Linked DNA regions of Gossypium hirsutum: all the other regions are linked to region 1. The links are chromatin contacts, called in public Hi-C maps. All regions are on one chromosome and are shown on one strand. The core of a region is the stretch at or near the end of the contact, and the rest is flanking DNA. Distances in the headings are between cores, read along the strand shown.

Region 1 (3,104 bases), core at 502-3,001:
AGGAGTAGCGGTAAGCCTTTATTTGAGTAGTCTCCTTTGAACGTAAAGTATGCGTGTATGATATGAGTATACCCCGAATGCATAAATATTAACCTTTTAATTTTATATTATAAAAAAAGAAAAAAGAAAAAACGACTTTCCTCTTAATACATGGTTGGTAAAAGATGAAATCACATGGCTTTAAAACTTTATCCTCCTTCAAGCCTTGCCGAATGGTTAAACCTTCCACTCACTTTCTCTACTCGTTTTTCGTCCGTTACTTCTTTCTATTTTCGTTCTTAATTTTTCCAAATGACGTAAGAAGTTTCAGCTCCTCAAGTGGCTGGTTAAAGCCAAGCACGAGGTGAAAATCTTGGCAACATCTTATGTTGCCACATATGCCTTCGTTTTCTACACTAAATTATTAGGTTAAGACCTAGCTTTAAGTAGTATAACTGGCTTTAAATAATTAGCTATTTCAAGCAAAAATAGAAAAAATTCGTCCGTAGGTCTTAGCAATTATGTCAACGGATTTCCAAGATTCAGTAGGCACATTAATTGATTTTTTAAAAGGAGTTTTAAATTAAATTTTGCATTAATTTAAAAAAGTTAATACATTGTTGTCACACTACAGCTTTAATATTTTTTTTTGTTAAATTAGCCTTTAAATTTAATAATTATTCTCATATTAAAACTTGAATTGTTTTTTGTCCAACTGAGTCCCTAAATTTAGTAACTATTGACACTTGAATTTTTTTGTCCAAGTTAATTTTTATATTTCATTGAAAACTCTAAATTTTAAGTCCCAATGTGGAACACATGTCTAGTTCATGCCTCAATGTGAAAAATAATAATCCTAATATAAGAGTACTTACCTATTTTAAGCCACAAATAATGATTTAACCTTTTCGGAAATCATCAAAACCATAAGTGAGGAAAAAATTGAAAGATATAATAACTTTTTTGGCCCTCCAACTTTATAAAAAAAAATCATTTTAGCCATCTATTTAATTTTTCACCTTTTTTTCTCTTAAACTTACATTTTTGTCAAATCATCTTAGAATGAATAGAAAAGTTAATAAATGAATTTTCATGTAAAAGTGGACGACAAGTCAATATTTAATTAATTTTTAAAAATTTAAAAAATTTAAAAAAATTATAGAAACTATTTTTAAAAATTATAAATTAGTAAAATTATTTAAAATTTATAAAAAAATATTGATTTTTTTAAAATTATAAATTAGTAAAATTATTTAAAAATTATAATTAGTAAAATTATTTAAAATTTATAAAATTATTTAAAATTTAAAATATTAATTAAATGTTGATGTGTCATCTATGTGTATACTACATCAGTAAAGTTATCAAATATTAATTTTTTTCATTTATTTTGGAGTGATTTGATAAAAAAATATAGATTCAAAAACTAAAAGAGATGAAAATTTAATTGGAGGGCTAAAATAAATTTTTTTATAACGTTGAAGAGAAAAAGGGTGATTATGTTTGAAATTCTTTTCCATAATTTTCTTGGTAGCTATTTTGGGAGGAAAAAGGAGAGGATAGATTTGGGTGCAAAATCAAGTATCCAAACGTGTAAATGATCTGGATTTAGCCCACAAACTCCAATGAAAACCAGCCGTTAATTATGTTTTTTTAAATTTCAAATTAGCTGACGTTGGACGCTGACTGTCAATTCTTACTCTTTACTTTTCTGTCTAATCTTTGTTTAAAATTTCAATTTTTGTTTCCTTTCTCATTTTTTCCCTCATAAACTGGCAGCCTAAATTTCCCGATACGACATCGCTTTTGGATCATCCCAATAGTAAGTTCTTTTTCTTGGCGATTTCAACTCTCAAAAAAACAAAACCTCACTCAGTGGTGAGCCGGTGACTCAGTACTTTGATTCTCTCCCTTTCCCTCTTTACAGCGAAAAAGAAAGAAAAGTGAAGAATCATATTCAGAATAGCTACAGGCGTACGGAACTCTAGGGTTTTGGTGCCGTGATCTGGTTTAGAAGATGGCGAGTCCGATCACGCCGGGAAGCGGTAGGGCGTTGTCTATAATGCCGGGGTCTAGGGTTGTGAAGAGTCCTCTTAGTGACGAAACCATTTGGAAACGACTCAAGGAAGCTGGATTCGATGAGGAATCGGTCAAGAAGAGAGATAAAGCTACGCTTATTGCTTATATTGCAAAGCTTGAAGCTGAGGTTTGCTTCTAATCTTTTAACTGCTTTTCTCAAAAATTTTCATGGCTCTTCTTTTCCGTTTGTTTTTCTTTAAAGACTTGTTTGGTCACGGGTGCAATTGGTCAAAGAGAGTAGTAGTATATTATTGAAATTTTAAATTGTGAATTGCGAAGGTCGCAATAAAATATGGATTTTCTTTCTTTATATTGCGTTTCAGTTTTAAATTTTAAGACGAAAAGAAAATCAGATATATATTAATAAAAAGGTTAAGTAATGAAAGTGATCTCTAACAGATTTCAACATAAAACAGTAAGGGTTTTGGTACTTGAAAGATGCTAGCCTGTTGCAAATAGAATTTGTTTTAATATTTTTGACATATTGTTAATCTAATAAATGTACTTAGTTATATTAGGGATTATGATAAAATTACGACGCCATTTTTTAGATATTACGATACAATATTCTTACTTGGTTCTTTTCTAAATTGGTGATAACCTTCTATATAAATAGGGCATTCTTGTATAAACTAAAACAATATGTTCATAATATCGACAATTTAATCCTTTCGTCTTTTCACTAGATGTAGGCTACCATAGTAGAACCACATATTCCTCTGTGTCCTTGTGATCTTGTTTTCTCTTATTCTTTTCTCAAGTCAAATTTTAATGCCAAGCCATCAACTTAAGTCTTGTTTCTTGAATAAACCTTTTGGTTAAAGTTCCGTACTTCACTTAAATGTCCTTCCGGTTGCCTAGTTGTGTTTCCTTGTTGAAGCTTTGAATGGAACAAACTTGATTTTTACCTAATGTTCCAATTGCATTATTTGATTGAGGTGTTGCATCACCTTGCAATGCCCTTTAGGTGTGGTTGACGTCGTGGGCGTGCAAATGGCACATTGAGCTGTTAATTTTGCGGGATTATAAGAGCTTTTAGGAGCATT
Region 2 (3,176 bases), core at 607-3,106, 550 kb before region 1:
TGGAAGTCGATCGACTTCAAAGCTGAAACCTCAGGGATGTCAACTTCGTCTATTTCCCTAAAAAATTATAATGCCCAACTATTTTGCTAATTAATTTCTCAACCTAATATATATGGTTAAAAAGCCATTTTTCATATGTTCCTATAGAAAACTTGGGATCATATTTGCCCAAAATATCTCTACCACATCTTATACATTACAATTAATAAAATAAAATATAGTAGTAACTTAATTTTGTCCTATTTTCTTATCTATGGATAAGGAAGTTGTTTCATTATTAAAAAAAAAAACCATAAATACGAGTTAAGATTTATTTAGAGCAATAGTTAAATTTATTACCTAACACTTAATTGATATAAGTTTCATTTCTTTTTCTCTCTATTAATAAAAAATTTCCCTACAACTTATTAATTTTAACTACGATATTTATATATATTTTAATATTTATTTTATTATCCAAATTCGAAGGTGCCTATGGATAACAAAAGGACCAATCTTGTTTTAACACGTGAAGGTTCGGCTATATTTGAGCCTGCACGTCAAAAGAAGTCCCCACTATTTACTAGCCACAGTCACCATTCGTGGGACCTTCATCCAATTAAAGTCATCCACGCGTTCTTGCAAAATCAAGTAACACAAATATGTTTAGCTGAGCTGATACACGTGGCTCCCAATGTTTGGTGAATCCCAGGATTCTTCTTTTTCAATTATCATACTGAGTGAAAGAATATCTTTTGTCTCTTAGTTTTCAGTTTCCTCACTATAATTCTTTTCTTCATTTATTCTTAAAAGCTTAATTTGGTCCCTCAATTCCATGTACACTAACTTTATTCTTTTTCTGTTCATAAACATATAACCTATGCCACCATCTCACTACATTTAATCACAATTCCAGATCAATCTAGTGTTCCTAGTATTCAATTTGCCACGTTTTGGAGTTTTTATTTCATTTCACATATCATAATCTTGTTGCATTTGCAAAACTGAAAATATGACACGTTACAACATTTATAAATACTAAATTAATTAATTTATATAAGTGAGACTTAAATTTTAGATTTTTAAATTTTTAAATTTTCAAACTTATCATTGCAAAAATATAATAAGATCATTAAACACAATAAATATTATATTTCATTCGTATTTAAGATTCTAACATGTTTAATTATTTTTGCTGTTGTTGGTTTTTTTTTTTTTATGTTCACATGATTATTGTAAAAAATACATACAATATAATATAATCTTTCATCTCTGCACAGTATGTAAGATGAGACCCTCTAAAAAGTGGTGGTGGGGCATGAACAGGAGGAATCCGCCCAACCGGAGGGATCCACATCAATCACCATCTCTCGGCTGTCCACAGATACTTTTAGATAAGGATGATTGGATGAAATTGGCTATAACTTTTAAGTCTAAACCAAGTTGACCATTCTTTTTTTTTTAATAGTTGGATTCTGATTAAATTTAAAGACGAGTTTAATTCAACACTTAAATGAGATATAAGCTTTTTCAGTATTATTTTTTATTCACAAAATTAATATTTAAAATTCTTTAAAAAAGCATTACACTCTTCTCATTTATCTAATACAAATTGGTTAAACAAAACCTTCTATAATAATTATATTTTTTATTTTTTAATTAAAATTTAAATTAATGAAAAAATGAAAAAGAATATAAATGTAAGTATATTGTCATTTTGATGATTTATGTTTTCATATGACAATACAATTAGCGGTAATGACTATAATAGTAAACTAAAAATGCGATGGTAAAGGGAAGAAAGAAAAAAAAATGATCATTAGAATTAGGTTCCCGAAAGGCGAAATAAAAACAATGGTGTAGTAGGGCCTGACGACGGCTTGCCATTAGCTGGATGGAAAGCTAAGCTGCTGATGCCAATACTCCTTCCATATTTGAATACCAGCCGTCTACATCGATTTTTAGGGGATTTAAATTATTGTCCACTATTATACTTCACGTTTATTGCAATACCTTCAAGATTTAATACGTAATATTGCAATACCTTGTCTCTAGCCTTAACCTCCTACCTATATAAACACTAGAACTCCCATTTCATCACTAAACCAAACTCAATAATCAAAATTCTCTCATCTTTCTTTCCTTATTTAAAGAAAAGATGACAATGGCATTAACGAATGCTTTTGTTTTGCTTTTCTCTTGTGTTCTTGCAATTTCCTTTTGTGTTTGGGGTAAACCAGCTACTTTTCTTGATGATTTTCAGATTACTTGGTCTGATTCCCATATTAGGCAAATTGATGGAGGGAAGGCCATCCAACTTGTTCTAGACCAAAATTCAGGTTAAATCATTTCGTGGGGTCACTTATTGTTTAAGTAGAACTATTTTTAGAAACCTTAAATTAATTGGATTATCATAATGATATTTGTTTTACGTTTTTTTGTTTCCAAGGCTGTGGATTTGCTTCCAAAAGGAAGTATTTGTTCGGACGTGTCAGCATGAAGATCAAGCTTATACCTGGTGACTCCGCCGGAACAGTCACCGCTTTTTATGTATATGCTACATAATCTTTCAAAACTTGTCCATTTTCATCAAAAACTAAAAGCCCGTAAATAATAACTTAATTTTTTTCAGCTTATTAATAAGTTGGGTTCCATTGTAATTCGGATTGCGTGCAGATGAACTCTGATACAGATACGGTAAGAGATGAGCTAGACTTCGAGTTCTTGGGAAATCGTAGCGGCCAGCCTTATACTGTCCAAACCAATATCTATGCTCATGGAAAAGGAGATAGGGAACAAAGGGTTAACCTTTGGTTTGATCCTTCTGCAGATTTCCATACTTACACTATTATGTGGAATCATCATCATATTGTGTAAGTTCAATAGCTCTAGATATCACAAACAGAGCCGACACTTGTATTGTAGTAAAATGACAGAAAGAGAGAGAGAGACTATCAGTCTATCAAATCAGTAAAGTTTAACATATAATGGGACGATGGACTGTATCTAATGATTGAGTTAAATTGAGCCATGCTTATTTTTAATGGGTTTTTTTTGTCGGTGGAATTACAGCTTCTATGTTGATGATGTGCCAATCCGAGTTTACAAGAACAATGAAGCTAGAAATATACCATTCCCTAAGTTTCAGCCAATGGGAGTCTATTCAACACTGTGGGAAGCTGATGATTGGGCGACAA
Region 3 (2,897 bases), core at 184-2,683, 730 kb before region 1:
AATCATTGTTTACTTTTTAAGCAAAACTTTTTTCCAGTCTGTTTTCCCTAATTTCTAGATCCTCTCTCCGACCCCCTATATCTTTTGGGAACCCTTTTAACTTCACAATAAGCATGATTACATTCAGACGTCATAACGATTATAAACCCTATACGCTTACAAATATACGGTCCAAATAAAATAGCTGAAAGAAGTGAGAGATGATGAACAAGACTAATTAACTGACATGAATACATGATCATGGAAATCAAAAAGGAAAAAAAGGGTTACTAATGATTCTCTTACAGTGATTTACATGGTTCAAAAATGGCTATTCAAGAAGTTAAAATTCAGTTCCATCAGGGGTTGAAGATGAAGTTCCCACATTTGCATTTCCAACTAATGGGCTTGTAGTTGGAGCTGCCATCTCCTCTTGCATAGGCAGCATTTGAGATTAATGTTGAAGAATTCTTGTTGCCGTGTTTGGCTTGGGGATTTGTGGGCACTAGAATGGCTTCACAGTGCCCGCATGAACTGCATCTTCTCTCACACCTTGGCGGCCTTGAACCTATCTGAGCTCTCAATATCGTTTTTTCTTCATTTACCATCTATTCCAAAGTAACAAGGTTAAAGAAACATTCTCAGCATTGGTTTTTTGTTCCATTTATGAGAATTTGAGTGCTTGCTAGCTAGCTCACCTTGGAGAAGCTATTGGATTTGGGGTTTGATCTACCTGCAAAAACAAGTAGGGACACGAAGATTACTTCAAATTGAACCAAGTACTCGGAACTATTTAAAACTTATATTACCTTCAACTTTGTCTCTCACTTGCGTTGAGCTTAAAATCAGAAGAAAAAGAAGGGAAAAATAGCATGGTCTCCGGCAAGATATGAAACCGTGACTTAAAATTCTCATTTTGACGAAAAGGACAAGGAAACGGAAGGCAAAGGACTCGGGGAAGAGTAGAGACTTTTAACTTATATAAAGCATTTCAAAAGGGGGGTTGGATAATGGAAGTATGGAAGGCAAAATGGCAAAGATCGAACAAGGCAAGTGGTCTGGGTGAATGAAATGACAGTTGACAGCATAATAGAACCGACATCTCGCTCTCTGTTGAAATGATGGAACGTGGAATGACAAATAAGTTACGCAGAAATCAAAGGAAAAGAACCCCTTTTCAACCTCGTTTGTCGAGCCCCATTACGATCCCCCCTTCACCCTTCACCCTTCACCCTTCACCTTACAACAACCCAACAAAACCGAGTTACTAGGAACTTGCAAGTCGCAGCAGAGAGCGGCGACAACACAGAAGCCTTTGAGAAACAAAGATAATTCAACGCAAATAATGAAAAGGACAATAAGGAACCCAAACAACGAAAGAAACATACACCAGAAACGCTACCCACATCCCAAAATCAGACGTCAAAGAACGCAGCTGTGGGAAATGAGTTCTCATTTTTCACTTTCCTTAGATATGTGTATGTGTGTATTATGTATGTGTGTATATATATATATTTCTGTTTGCATTTCCTGTGGTTATTTGGAATTTGTCACTCCCCCAAGAGTTACATCTTACACTAAGGATGTGATTTTTCTCATTTTCTTTTCTATGATCGATTTTTTTCGGATAATTAATAATATATATGTGAATCTTGTGGCTTAAGAACTAAACTCCACTATTAACTGACCAACAATAATAGATTTGATTTGAGAATTTGAATTATATATATGTAGGACTCGAATGTAAGAGCTTAAATTTTTAAGGTCTCAACTTTATAATACAATTAAGATTTTCTTTAATGTTTTTATTTTTATGTGTTAATTTTAGATAGTCATTTTCATAAATTTTTCATAATATGTTATAACACAATTGTAATTATGAAAAAAATAAGTTTCTAACTCTTCATTAATTTATAACTACTTATAAGTAATAAGTACTGGCTTACATTGATTGACATTATTGGTGGAGTGCTGAAATTTTAAATTCACTGTTAATGTTATTTTCACTAAAAGGTTTAATATAATATTTAGTATTTTCATCAATATATATATATAACATTTATTATCTAAATTTGATATTACTTTTTATTTTAAAATTTGATTGCTAAGTTTTATTATTATTATTATCTAATTAAATACTTAAAATTTTCAAACATTATATAAATTACTCAAATATACTTACGATGTTATTTTTTATAAGTTAAGCAAAAATAATCAATATATGACAAACATGTGGTAATGGATGATAAAGAATTTCTTTTATATATTTCAAATGTTTAATTACTTTTAGTTTAATTAATTTTAATTTTTTATTTTGACATAATTAAAATTTTTTTTATTTTGGGTTTTTAAGAATGTTGTTTTCTTCATCAATATTCATTTGTTAAATATAGTTCAAAGTACAATTTTTTAACACGAATTTTCTATGATACTAACAATATTTTTTTTTGTTTGGAATTGAGGGCTTTGTGAAGACCACATCATACTTTAAGCAAAGGGATCCTCTTAATTAATTCCCTCCATTAAGAATCAAAGTAATCTCAATGTCAATAAAAAATAAAAATTTAAGCATCTTGTTTAGCAAAACAAATGAAACTCCAAATAAATATAACCATTTCTGCCATTAAATTTCATATCATTTGACACATATTTGTCATCCATTAGCTAATTTTATCCCCTTATAAAAAAAACTAACATCGCTAACTCTAATGTTTTGGGATACAAATTAGAAAGAAAAAAGTGTTAAGTTCAAGTATTAAATTAAGAAAAAAATTAAAATACCAAACTAGAAAAAAAGTGTTAAGTTTAAATATCAAATATTATATTAAGATGAAAATAAATAATAAGTAAAAATCCATTAAACAATTAGCATTCTGCTTTTTCTGGGATAAAAGAAGAAAATATTATTCTGTTTAAAT

Evidence for each region. A called contact is a pair of places that touch in the nucleus more often than the background predicts.
Region 2: a Hi-C map of leaf shows a contact between it and region 1, with 2.9 times the contacts expected there. The contact joins the promoter of LOC107899019 here to the promoter of LOC107898996 in region 1. A contact is called at or near these places in 8 of 34 Hi-C or Micro-C datasets (callus and leaf).
Region 3: a Hi-C map of leaf shows a contact between it and region 1, with 3 times the contacts expected there. The contact joins the promoter of LOC107906007 here to the promoter of LOC107898996 in region 1. A contact is called at or near these places in 6 of 34 Hi-C or Micro-C datasets (callus and leaf).

The regions. Positions count from the first base shown.
Region 1 is chrA11:60,626,551-60,629,654 of Gossypium_hirsutum_v2.1, forward strand. It overlaps LOC107898996 (protein CROWDED NUCLEI 4), which reads left to right and starts at 1,752. Exons shown (of 9, transcript XM_016824593.2): 1 at 1,752-2,185. The coding sequence starts at 1,997.
Region 2 is chrA11:60,079,969-60,083,144 of Gossypium_hirsutum_v2.1, forward strand. LOC107899019 (probable xyloglucan endotransglucosylase/hydrolase protein 6) reads left to right here and starts at 1,857. Exons shown (of 4, transcript XM_016824616.2): 1 at 1,857-2,318; 2 at 2,429-2,529; 3 at 2,656-2,852; 4 at 3,052-3,176. The coding sequence starts at 2,138.
Region 3 is chrA11:59,895,704-59,898,600 of Gossypium_hirsutum_v2.1, forward strand. LOC107906007 (EPIDERMAL PATTERNING FACTOR-like protein 2) reads right to left here and starts at 1,434. Exons shown (of 3, transcript XM_016832837.2): 1 at 789-1,434; 2 at 678-712; 3 at 195-587. The coding sequence starts at 894. The coding sequence ends at 339.